Regions from separate parts of the Gossypium hirsutum genome. Here region 2 is linked to region 1. A link is a contact called in public Hi-C data. All regions are on one chromosome and are shown on one strand. The core of a region is the stretch at or near the end of the contact, and the rest is flanking DNA. Distances in the headings are between cores, read along the strand shown.

Region 1 (4,958 bases), core at 1,098-3,597:
AAAAACAACCCACTAATTGAAAGAACCCCCTCTCCCTTTCTGGATCTGTTTCCATTGAATTTGCAAAACCTCATCTTCCTCATTAATTGAAAGTTCAGCAAAATCAAATTCCATAATTGATACTCGTGACGAATAACTACTGTGTGAACCCAAGACAAAAGATGCAAAAGGGCACCACTGCGTCGACCAATTAATACAAGGACAAAAACAAAAAACCCTAAAACCTGCCAGAGATAGCAGACAGAGACATGCTAGAGATAGCAGACTTGGTTTCAACATTTAATATTATTATTAAAGTTGAATTTTTGCGTTAACTAAAATTTTGTTTAAATTTTAATTTATAATGAGGTTTAAATATAATAAATAAGAACATAATTTAATTTAATAAAATAGTTATTTTTAAAAAAATAAAATCTTATCATTAATCTAGTTGACTAAAATGATTAATTTTTTGATATACCTAACCAAATACACATTTCCAGTAAGGCTAAATCCTGATTAGAAAAATAAAAAAATGTTGTCGCCTTTTCTTTTTCCTCTTTTAAACTTCTACAATTGAAAATTGCGGCAAAATAAATTAAGACAAGAAGATGATGTGCTAATTATTGTTGTTTCTGGTAATTGTAGCGGGTTTAGTATCGATAAAGGTTTCTTTTCGAAATTATTTACGGAAATCAACCGCTTTTAAAAATAAAAATGGGATAGATTAAAATTTTAAAAATGCGCTGATGTGAACATATTTTCAAGTGATAATGCAAAAATATATTTCTACATCAGCGTTTTTTTTTCTTTCAGGCAAAAGCGCGCTGACGTGAACGTACTTTTGACTGTGTAATCTCCGGTGGGTTATTTGCTAATTAGAGCCTAGATTTAGGGTTTGATTAGAGTTTAGGAAAATTTAAATTGTGGTATTAGGTTTTTAATTGTTTATGGTTTAGAGTTTAAAGAGAAATTTCTTGGAAAGTATAAATAATAATAATTCAAACAAAAATAAAAATTTTAGAGAGCTTTGAGAGTTTTTTTGAGAAATTTAGAGAGAAATTTAAAAGAATAATAAAGTTTAGTGTGAAAAAATGGGTCAAGGTTTTATACTTTTTTAAAAAAAAAAAAATTTACCGTTGTGGGAAAACATGGCCAAAAGCGAATCCTCGTTAGTGCTTTTTAGTAAAGCGCGTCTACGTAAGTGTGCTTTTGTCTGGCATAAAGAAAAAAGCGCTAATGCGGAAGTGTTTTTTTGTGTTATCTACTAAAAATGTGTCCATGTTAGCGAATTTTTAAATTTTCAGTCTAACCCATTATTATTTTTAAAAACGACCCATATTCATAAATAATTTTGAGAATGAGCCTTTACTGGTACTAAACCCAATTGTTAGCACTGTTTATTTTCAATAGCCTGGAAAAATTAATTTGATAGTAATGTGAATTTTTCTTAGAAAAAAATCACAGTAAAAAGTAAAAAAGAAAATTATTTTTAAGCGAACAAATGATTTCGAATGATCAAAATTCACGAGTTAGTACACAATTTAGTTTTAATAGAATTATTTTTTGATCGATTAAGGCTTTTTAAATTTTGATTAACGATTAATTCAGTTTAAAATTGTTAATAATAAAAAAGGACCAATATATTATATAAGGTCAAAATATAAAAATTAAATAATAGATTTAAATCTAATTGGATTTATACACTGCATTTAAAATCATAATAGATTTACATATTTTTAAATTAAAGTATAAATAAATAAGTAAAAAAAATTGAAGAAAGAGAAGCTTTTTTTTTGTTTCCATGTCAAACTCAAGTTTGGGCGGACGTTATTTGACATCAAATCATCTTATATTCTTCTTGATTTTTTTGTTGGTTTTTTTTTTCATTTTCAAAACTTTCATTTTTTTTTTATTATCACTCAAGTCTCGTTTTTTTTTGGATGTAGTGTTTATTATGATGGTTTTAAATTAGTGTTGTTATTGTGTTATTTATTGTTTTTATTTGCTTTTTTGAATTAAAAACAAAAAAATAATATTGTAATGATAATTTTTTTCATGTTTTAAATTTATTTAAAAAGAACATGTAAAAATTTCTATTAATGTAAATTATTTCAATCAGTTAAAATATTTTGAAAATTTTTTAATTTAATTAACGATTAAAACTTTTATGACTTTTGGATATTAACCCTTCCGGTGGTTTTGAACACACTTAAGTACAACATCGTAGAGACAAGAAGCGTGTTTAAATCACGATCCTTGCAGACGCGTGGCGCCTACCTCAATCGTGTTACATGTCAACCATGCACGACACACTCCAAGCGACCGCAGAGGAACAAGAAAAGCGTAATGACTAAAAAAGGCTAACGGAACAGTAAAAGGCACCGAGTCTACGCCACGCGCTAACAAGGTGGGAGTACTGTGCAGTAACGTGCCTCCTTGACTCACGTGCAAACAACGTGCCCTTCTTGGTAATAATAACATAATAAAAATTAGATTTATGAGACACCCTAATGTAAGTAAAAAAATTGTAAAAATTAAAATTAATTTATGATTTTATTATAATGATTAAGATTTTGTATCATGTTTTGTATTTAAATGTTATTATAATTAAATTTTTATTGATTTATTATATGAAAGTGATAAAAAATTATAAAAATATAATTTTATTTGTATATTAAAGATTATTTTGATAATTTTATAATTAAGTGTTCAATTGACGGATGGCCTCATCTTAATAAAATATTTAATATATATATATTTAATATATATATATATATAAAAGAAAAAGGGTAGACAAGGGACCAAGAAGTTTATACAATATTTAATTCTTGGTTAAATTTTATTATTAATCTTTTCATTTTGTAAAAGTAGTGAATTTAGTTTCTATATTTTAATTTGATTAATTTGAAATAATATGTTTGTTGTATCAAATTTTGGGAATAACAGAATTTAACTTAATGACTTAACATTTATTGTTTGTGAGGATTGAAGTTTTAAAATTTGAAAAGTACAATGACTAAAAATGACCAATTTAAAGTATAGGGACTAAATCCATAAATTTCATAAAATATAAGGATTAATAGCATAGTTTAACCTTAATTATTTTAAGTAGTCAATACAACTTTATGTATTGCTATTTGCATTCTTGATTTTGTATTCACATGTCAACTTGATTCTAGGTTTTGGAGTTTTAACATTTTAATATTCAACTTTAATTTGATTAATTTTAATTCTTTTAATTTTAATTCTTATACTTTTTGAATTGGTCAGTTTTAGTCTCTATACTTTTCAAATTTATAAATTTTAGTGTTGATCAAATGGTAGCAATTAAATTTGTTTGGTTAAATTCTACTATTAATCCTATATTTACGCGTAAAGTTAGAGATTTAGTCCATATTCTCTAACTGGATAATATTTAGTCACTTTATTTTTTTAATTTCAGAATTTTAGTTTTAATGTAAACAAAATCATTTATTCTATTAATTGGTTTTTTAGTAATATGTGAAGATAACAAGTTAACATAGTATTACATATACGATAACATATTTAATACATCAAATTTTAAAAATAACAAAACTTAATGAATTTAATAATTATTAATATATGAAGATTAAAATTTTAAAATTCTAAAATTAAAGTACCAAAAATGACAAATTTTGTCATGTTTAGTAGGTCCTACATAGGTTTATTCTGATTTGGTGCATTTTTCATCAAATTCAAGAGGATAAGTGAACTTTTTTTTTAACCACCTCCGGGTTTAAATACATCCTCAAATGGTAGTTTTGACAACATTTGCTTTTCTTTCAACTATTAATAAAAATCCATCAAAAATCCATCATCTTTTAATCTCGTATATCAAGTGATTCAAGTTTTAATAAACACTAATATATTAATTTCACATTTGCATTTAAAGATATCATTCTCCTCTATGTTTTTCCTAAAAACTTTGATTGTAAACCAAGTAACACATTTGTTCACACTTTGATGCACACTCACTACAACAAGTTCCTTAATGAACAAATAATTATTAGAACTCATAATGCATAACTTATACAAGTTTCTCAATTAATAGATAAGTGTTATAACCTATACAAGTCTCAAGCATATATATATTAATTTCAATTTGTTAACATACTAGATCTGTTACAATCAGTCACCCTATTAAAGTAGCAATTAAAGCAAGGTTAATAAAATCTAAAATACTGTGGAGATAACAAAAATAAAGTCTTTAGATATAATCTAATCTCCTTATTTCAGGGGATCCGATTCATTCCATATTCAAGATATGTTGCTTCAAAAAGAGCTACCACATGTTTATAAATATCAACAAAGATTTTGTTTAAGATTATCAATACAAAATAAGACAAGTAACTTGCACAATGCTAAATGCAATGTACACTGCATGTGGCACTGGTCATATAATTGTCTCGGCACTTATAGTCAACAAACAACGGTTGATAGACCTTGTACGAAGCTTTCGCCAAAATATTTTGGCCCATACACTGCAATTACTAGAAGGGTCGAGAGTCCACCTTTCATTTCATGTTTCTCAACTAAAGAAACATATTGGAGCGACTCTTACTCAGCCGCAACTTTCTATTTTAGCTGCAGATGGGAGCTTTGCTAAGGAACCAGAGAAAATCTTAGTTCGAATAACGACCAAATGTGGTAACCGGGCAGTGACTGAAGTGTTGGTGCAATGGACAAACACTTTCCCTGAAGATGATACTTGGGAGTTCTTATATAAGTTGCAGCAGAAGTATCCAAATTTTAATCCTTGAGGACAAGGATTCACTTCTGTAGGCAAGTATTTCTGCATGGGAAAATCAATGAGCCAAATTTTTACTGAATATTTAGTTTAATTTTGTTGGGTTAGTATTTAAGCCTGTAGCTAGCTAGTCCAGATTCTAGCGAGTCTTTTAATAATTTTACTTCTTTACTTAGGCTTATTGTTGGAAAATGCAGTTAGTTTGTTA
Region 2 (4,958 bases), core at 988-3,487, 140 kb after region 1:
GTTTAAAGAATTGAAAGCCTAGTTGCAAGAATTGATAGATAGAAGATTTGCTAGATCGAGTTTTTCTCTCTGGGGTGCTCCTGTGTTGTTTGTGAAAAAGAAAGAAGCCACAATGAGAATGTGTATAGACTACCGTCAGCTTAACAAAGTGAAAATTAAGAACAAATACCCTCTATCGCGAGTTGATCTATTTGATCAATTAAAAAGGGCAACAGTGTTTTCAAAAATCGATTTGATATCAGGTTCTTACCAGTTGTGAGTTAAAGACTGATGTACCAAAGACTATTTTTAGAACGAGGTAAGGACACTACGAATTTCTTGTTATGCCCTTCGGATTAACAAATGCACCTGCTGTCTTTATGAACTTAATAAATCGGATTTTCAGATCGTACCTAGATTGATTTGTTGCTGTATTTATTGATGACATTTTATTTTACTCACACGAGCATGTGTACCAATACGGGCGTCTGAGATCTCTACACGGTCGTGTCTCATTTACTCTTTATTTTTGGCATTTTTGGATAGTGAGTTACATGAGCTGCTTACATGGGCGTGTGTCCCCTCCACACTGGCGTGTGTAGCCTTCACATGGGCGTGTAGACCCCCACACGGTCGAGCCACACGGCTAGGTAGCCCTATTTCGTAGAATTTTTGTTGAGTCAAACTATCTGATTTTTGTCTGTGTAATCCGACCCCCAGTCAAGCATCGGTAAGTGTGTTTGGGACTCGATTTAGTTTGGTTCGTGTATATATGTGCGTTTATGGGTTTTAATTTTATTGCTTGTTTATGTGATGAATAAGTATGAGTTCATTATTGTTGTCATAACTAAATATTAGAATACAAGTGTAATCAAATCTTAATCTGTTCAACTAGAAATGTTAATGTCCTTTTCTGTATGTTGTCTGCGTAATGTGTGCATTGTTGCATAGCACAAAAATTTTGGGATCTGGTTATAAAGAGAAGGAAGACAGACTTAGCAGTTTTAACTGCGATACTTTTGTACAGCGGTTTATCGCACTATCCTATACGCATATCAGCTCAACTGTATACAGTTACTTAAGTGGCATAGTTCCACGTTGTGGTGTGTAGGGTGGATGAAGCTATTATGGTTCTATATAGTGTGCATGGTGGACGGGCCTACCATAGCCCTTAAGTGGTGTGTTAGATGGACGAAGTGGTGTTTGGTTGGTGGGGTGGAATTTTGAATTGTGCATCCGTTCGCATCTTAATATACGTCTATTTGTCAGAACATTCTGTCTGTTTATGTAATCTTTTGGTTATGAAAAATATAGTTAATGTCATGTGATATGTTCTGATTATTGTGTATGACTGGATCATCATTTCTGTGATTTGATAATGTATTTGACATATTGATTGAGATTTTCGTAAGTGACATTTTTATATCTATGCTTGTCTGAAGTATTTATTGTGTCACTCTGTCTTTTGCCATCTGTTCATGTTTCGGATTCACATTGAGCTTGCGTAGCTCATATTTGTAGTGTCTTTCTTTTCAGGTACTTTCCGTGTTTTAAAGTTGGACTTGACATACCGGAGAACTCAGACAGATATGGTTTGATTCGGTTTAAGTAAAATCTCATAAGTTTTATACGGTAAACTTTAAATCGGTTTGTAAGACGATTATATAAATTGTGGACTAAACTTTAAAAACTGTGGATTAATTTCTGAATGTTTGATACTGATTTAATATTGTTTCAAACATAATAAACAAAAAAATTTTCTTGAATAAATTAAAATTTTTATTTCGGCTACTTTTGGTGGCCCTTCTAGATCGAATTTTAGGGTATTACAATATAAATTTAAGTAGAGTGGTACTATGATGTACATCATATCATTTTAGATATGACATGATAATAAAATCCCAATGTAACCATTAATGAATGGGATCTGCTCAACTATTGACTCAGAAAAGTTTCTACAAAAAGTTCTATTAAAAAATCTATTCTTACTGTTTGTGAGCTTACCGCTCGGTCCCAACAGTTGGGTGTAACAAAGTATATAATTATTTTCATATTCATTAAGTAATCACATATTTACATATTATATATAATTATATTTTAAACAATAATATTATTCACTTGGGCTATATTTATGAATTTTAAATTATTAACATAGCTACGCAAAACTTTAGAATAACGTAAATAACGCGTGATACATAATGTGGGTACAGTGAGTGTGGGGAAGCGGGCCAAAGAAGCAAAAGATGAAATGGTACGGTAAATGGTTGACGAATCTTTGAAAGTGTGAACCCTGAAAATATCCAACTCTCAGCTCTGCCTTTTAGGTTAGCTTAGCTGCCTTTAAACCCCACCCACCCGACACCCCTGTGCTTTTCCTTACTTTTTTATCTGCTAACTCCTGTCGTCTCCTTTGACAACTGCTGCCAGACTCACTGAGTGAATCACTGAGTATGAATGAGGTCATTGTTTTTGGTTGGACTGCGAGCCCCCCACTGACACTCTCCTCCCCTCCTTCGTTGGCTCTCCCTCGTTTCCAAACTTCATGTGAAATATTATTTTGAAGCTGCTTATTGTTTGTTTAAAAATAAGTATCTCAATCTAGTTACTTTAAATAAAATGATTATATGAATTAGTTATTGTTGTTAAAATTTTTGTTTTTTTAATAGATTATTGATACAATAATTAGTGAATTAATTATCGTTGTTAAAATTTTTATTTTTTTAATAGATTACTGATATAATAATTAATCCATTAAATATTTGACATGTGATATTTTTTTGTTATCCTTTTTGTTAAAATTTAAAGATGTTTTTACAAAAAATTTTGAGATGACCAAATAGAATAGTCTTTATTTTAGAATGTGAGTATACTATACTCAAAATTAATTTAGTTTAATATCAAATTGAAGAACCTAATATGACTATGCAAGAAGAGTACTATCACATACAGATTTTGTATTTAAATATTTTATTTTTTGCTTAGTTAACCCTAATAAAAATTCACATGTAAAAATATAGTTCAAAAGTATTTACGTTTAAGTCTACTCTATATTTTTAATTATTAAAAAAAAAGTAAATCTAACGATAATCTAAAAACTTTTCTTGCAGTTGCTTTTCCTTTGTTTTACAAATTGAGATGTTAGCTTTCGGTCAGATTACTATCCGCCTTTTCTTCCCTCCTATTAATCATTTTTTTTATTTGTTTCCCTTCTTTTATTCTATGTGCTTTCTCTTTTTTCAGCTCGTAAATTTAGTTTGTAGGTATATTCATTGTATTTACAATTGGTGATGGACAAACGACGGTGGCTGACGTTATTAAATCTTCACTGGTCACTAACAGTTTCTCTTGGAAAGTGGATTGTTGTAGATATTCGAATGGTGGCTATTTGTCAACTTCTTAATCTATTTTTGCTCTGAGAGTATTTCAGAATAATAAATTATTTTATAAGTCGGTTTAGACTCGTGTTGTCTTAAGTTTTATGTCTTGTTTTCTATTGTTTAATAAGCCTTCCATTTTAGAAGTTTCTGTCTTGTCTTATATAAGTTTTTTAGTATTGCTTATGCACGTTGTCTTGCTTTTGCAAGTGATTTTAAGGATAGTTTCGTCGCCATCCTCTCCAATTTGGTAGATGCTCGGTTCTTTTGTTGATTTTGTTTGCCATTTTGGACCATCTAGTGGTCGGTTTCCTTATTGTGATAGGTGCTTATAATCACTCCAGATATGTCATACTTGAGTTGTGACAAAGCCAGTTGCCAATGTGCTATAATGTTCTATTGATGCTAAGATTGAAGCCTTTATCGTGTTGGTGAAACTTGTCCTTCACCGTTGATTGTCAGTGTTTGTTATCCCCCCCCCCAAATTGTATAGTCCATTCATGGAATGAATGAATCAATTTTCCCATTAAAGAAAAAAGAGGACATGGGTTCGAGCGCTCTAAAACATATTTATCCTCTTATTTAAGGGTTGAGAAGGTTAAGAATAATTGTAAGAATTTTATAAAAAAAAAATAAATCAGATTAATATTCATGTCCTATTTGTATTTTAAGACAAAATTTCAAAGTTTCGTTTCTGTTTTTTCTTAAACGTGATTTGGGTTTTTTGAATTTCATTCTTTGTTTGATTGAATACAAGTAGAATATCAAAGCTTTCCTAGTATTTATTATTTTTTTTAGCATTAATCTCATTTTAGGTTTCTATCATATCTGTTTTTTTTGTATAATGCTTAGAACTATAAATAACCCCTTCTCAATCCTTAAATAGGAGGATAATGTGTTTTAACGCACTCGAATCCATGTCCTCCTACACTAGCAACAATATCAATACCAATCGAGTTAAAACTCAATTAACTATTTATTATATTTTAAATTGAGATTTGATTGTTTGCAATTTCAAAGAAAATATTGATTAAAAAAGTTGAATACATATAAATATAGCATTTATATTTACCTTGCACATGTGTCATGTGTGGGTACTTTTGGTTTTTTTATTTGATTAGGTTGTTTCGGATTCTTTGTTAATTATATTTTGTATTGAGTTAATTCTAAATTATAGTTGGTTAGACATACATTGATACTTGTAGTGTACTTGTAATTTCAATCCTCTCAAAAAGAAATTAGTGGGTTTAATAAATGTTTTATATAATGATGAATTTGAAATTTCGATAGTTATTAATGAATATTAGAAATCATGTATTTATATCTTTAAAATATATTAGATTATAATACAATCACAATATGAGTGGAAAAAATGTAAAAAGTATATTCATTATAAGTTTTAATTAAAATGGTAAGATTATATGTTTAAAATCAAGATGTCTTAGATTTAAATCTCATAATTTATAGTTTTTATTAATTTTATATAGAATATCTTAAAAGATAAAAATAACCCTCATAATAATATATTTTATAAAAAATAATGGTTTTTTAGTAGTTTTTAAACTGAGTCGATATCTATTGACTTGTGACATCAACTTAAAAATA

Evidence for each region. Hi-C and Micro-C count contacts between places; a contact is called where the count stands out from the background.
Region 2: a contact with region 1 is called in a Hi-C map of leaf, with 1.7 times the contacts expected there. The contact joins two enhancer-like sites. A contact is called at or near these places in 2 of 34 Hi-C or Micro-C datasets (hypocotyl and leaf).

What each region holds. Positions count from the first base shown.
Region 1 is chrA02:99,714,049-99,719,006 of Gossypium_hirsutum_v2.1, forward strand. No RefSeq gene overlaps it. Among protein-coding and RNA genes, the nearest start is that of LOC121210121, 18 kb to the left of the region's middle. Within about 2 kb of position 2,348, at least 3 of the 9 cell types and tissues checked have an H3K27ac peak or open chromatin away from gene starts, as enhancers often do. A contact at or near this core is called in leaf, where this site is marked.
Region 2 is chrA02:99,849,789-99,854,746 of Gossypium_hirsutum_v2.1, forward strand. It overlaps LOC121210134 (a long non-coding RNA gene), which reads left to right. Exons shown (of 4, transcript XR_005905250.1): 4 at 1,516-1,761. Among protein-coding and RNA genes, the nearest start is that of LOC121210138, 7.9 kb to the right of the region's middle. Within about 2 kb of position 2,238, at least 2 of the 9 cell types and tissues checked have an H3K27ac peak or open chromatin away from gene starts, as enhancers often do. A contact at or near this core is called in leaf, where this site is marked.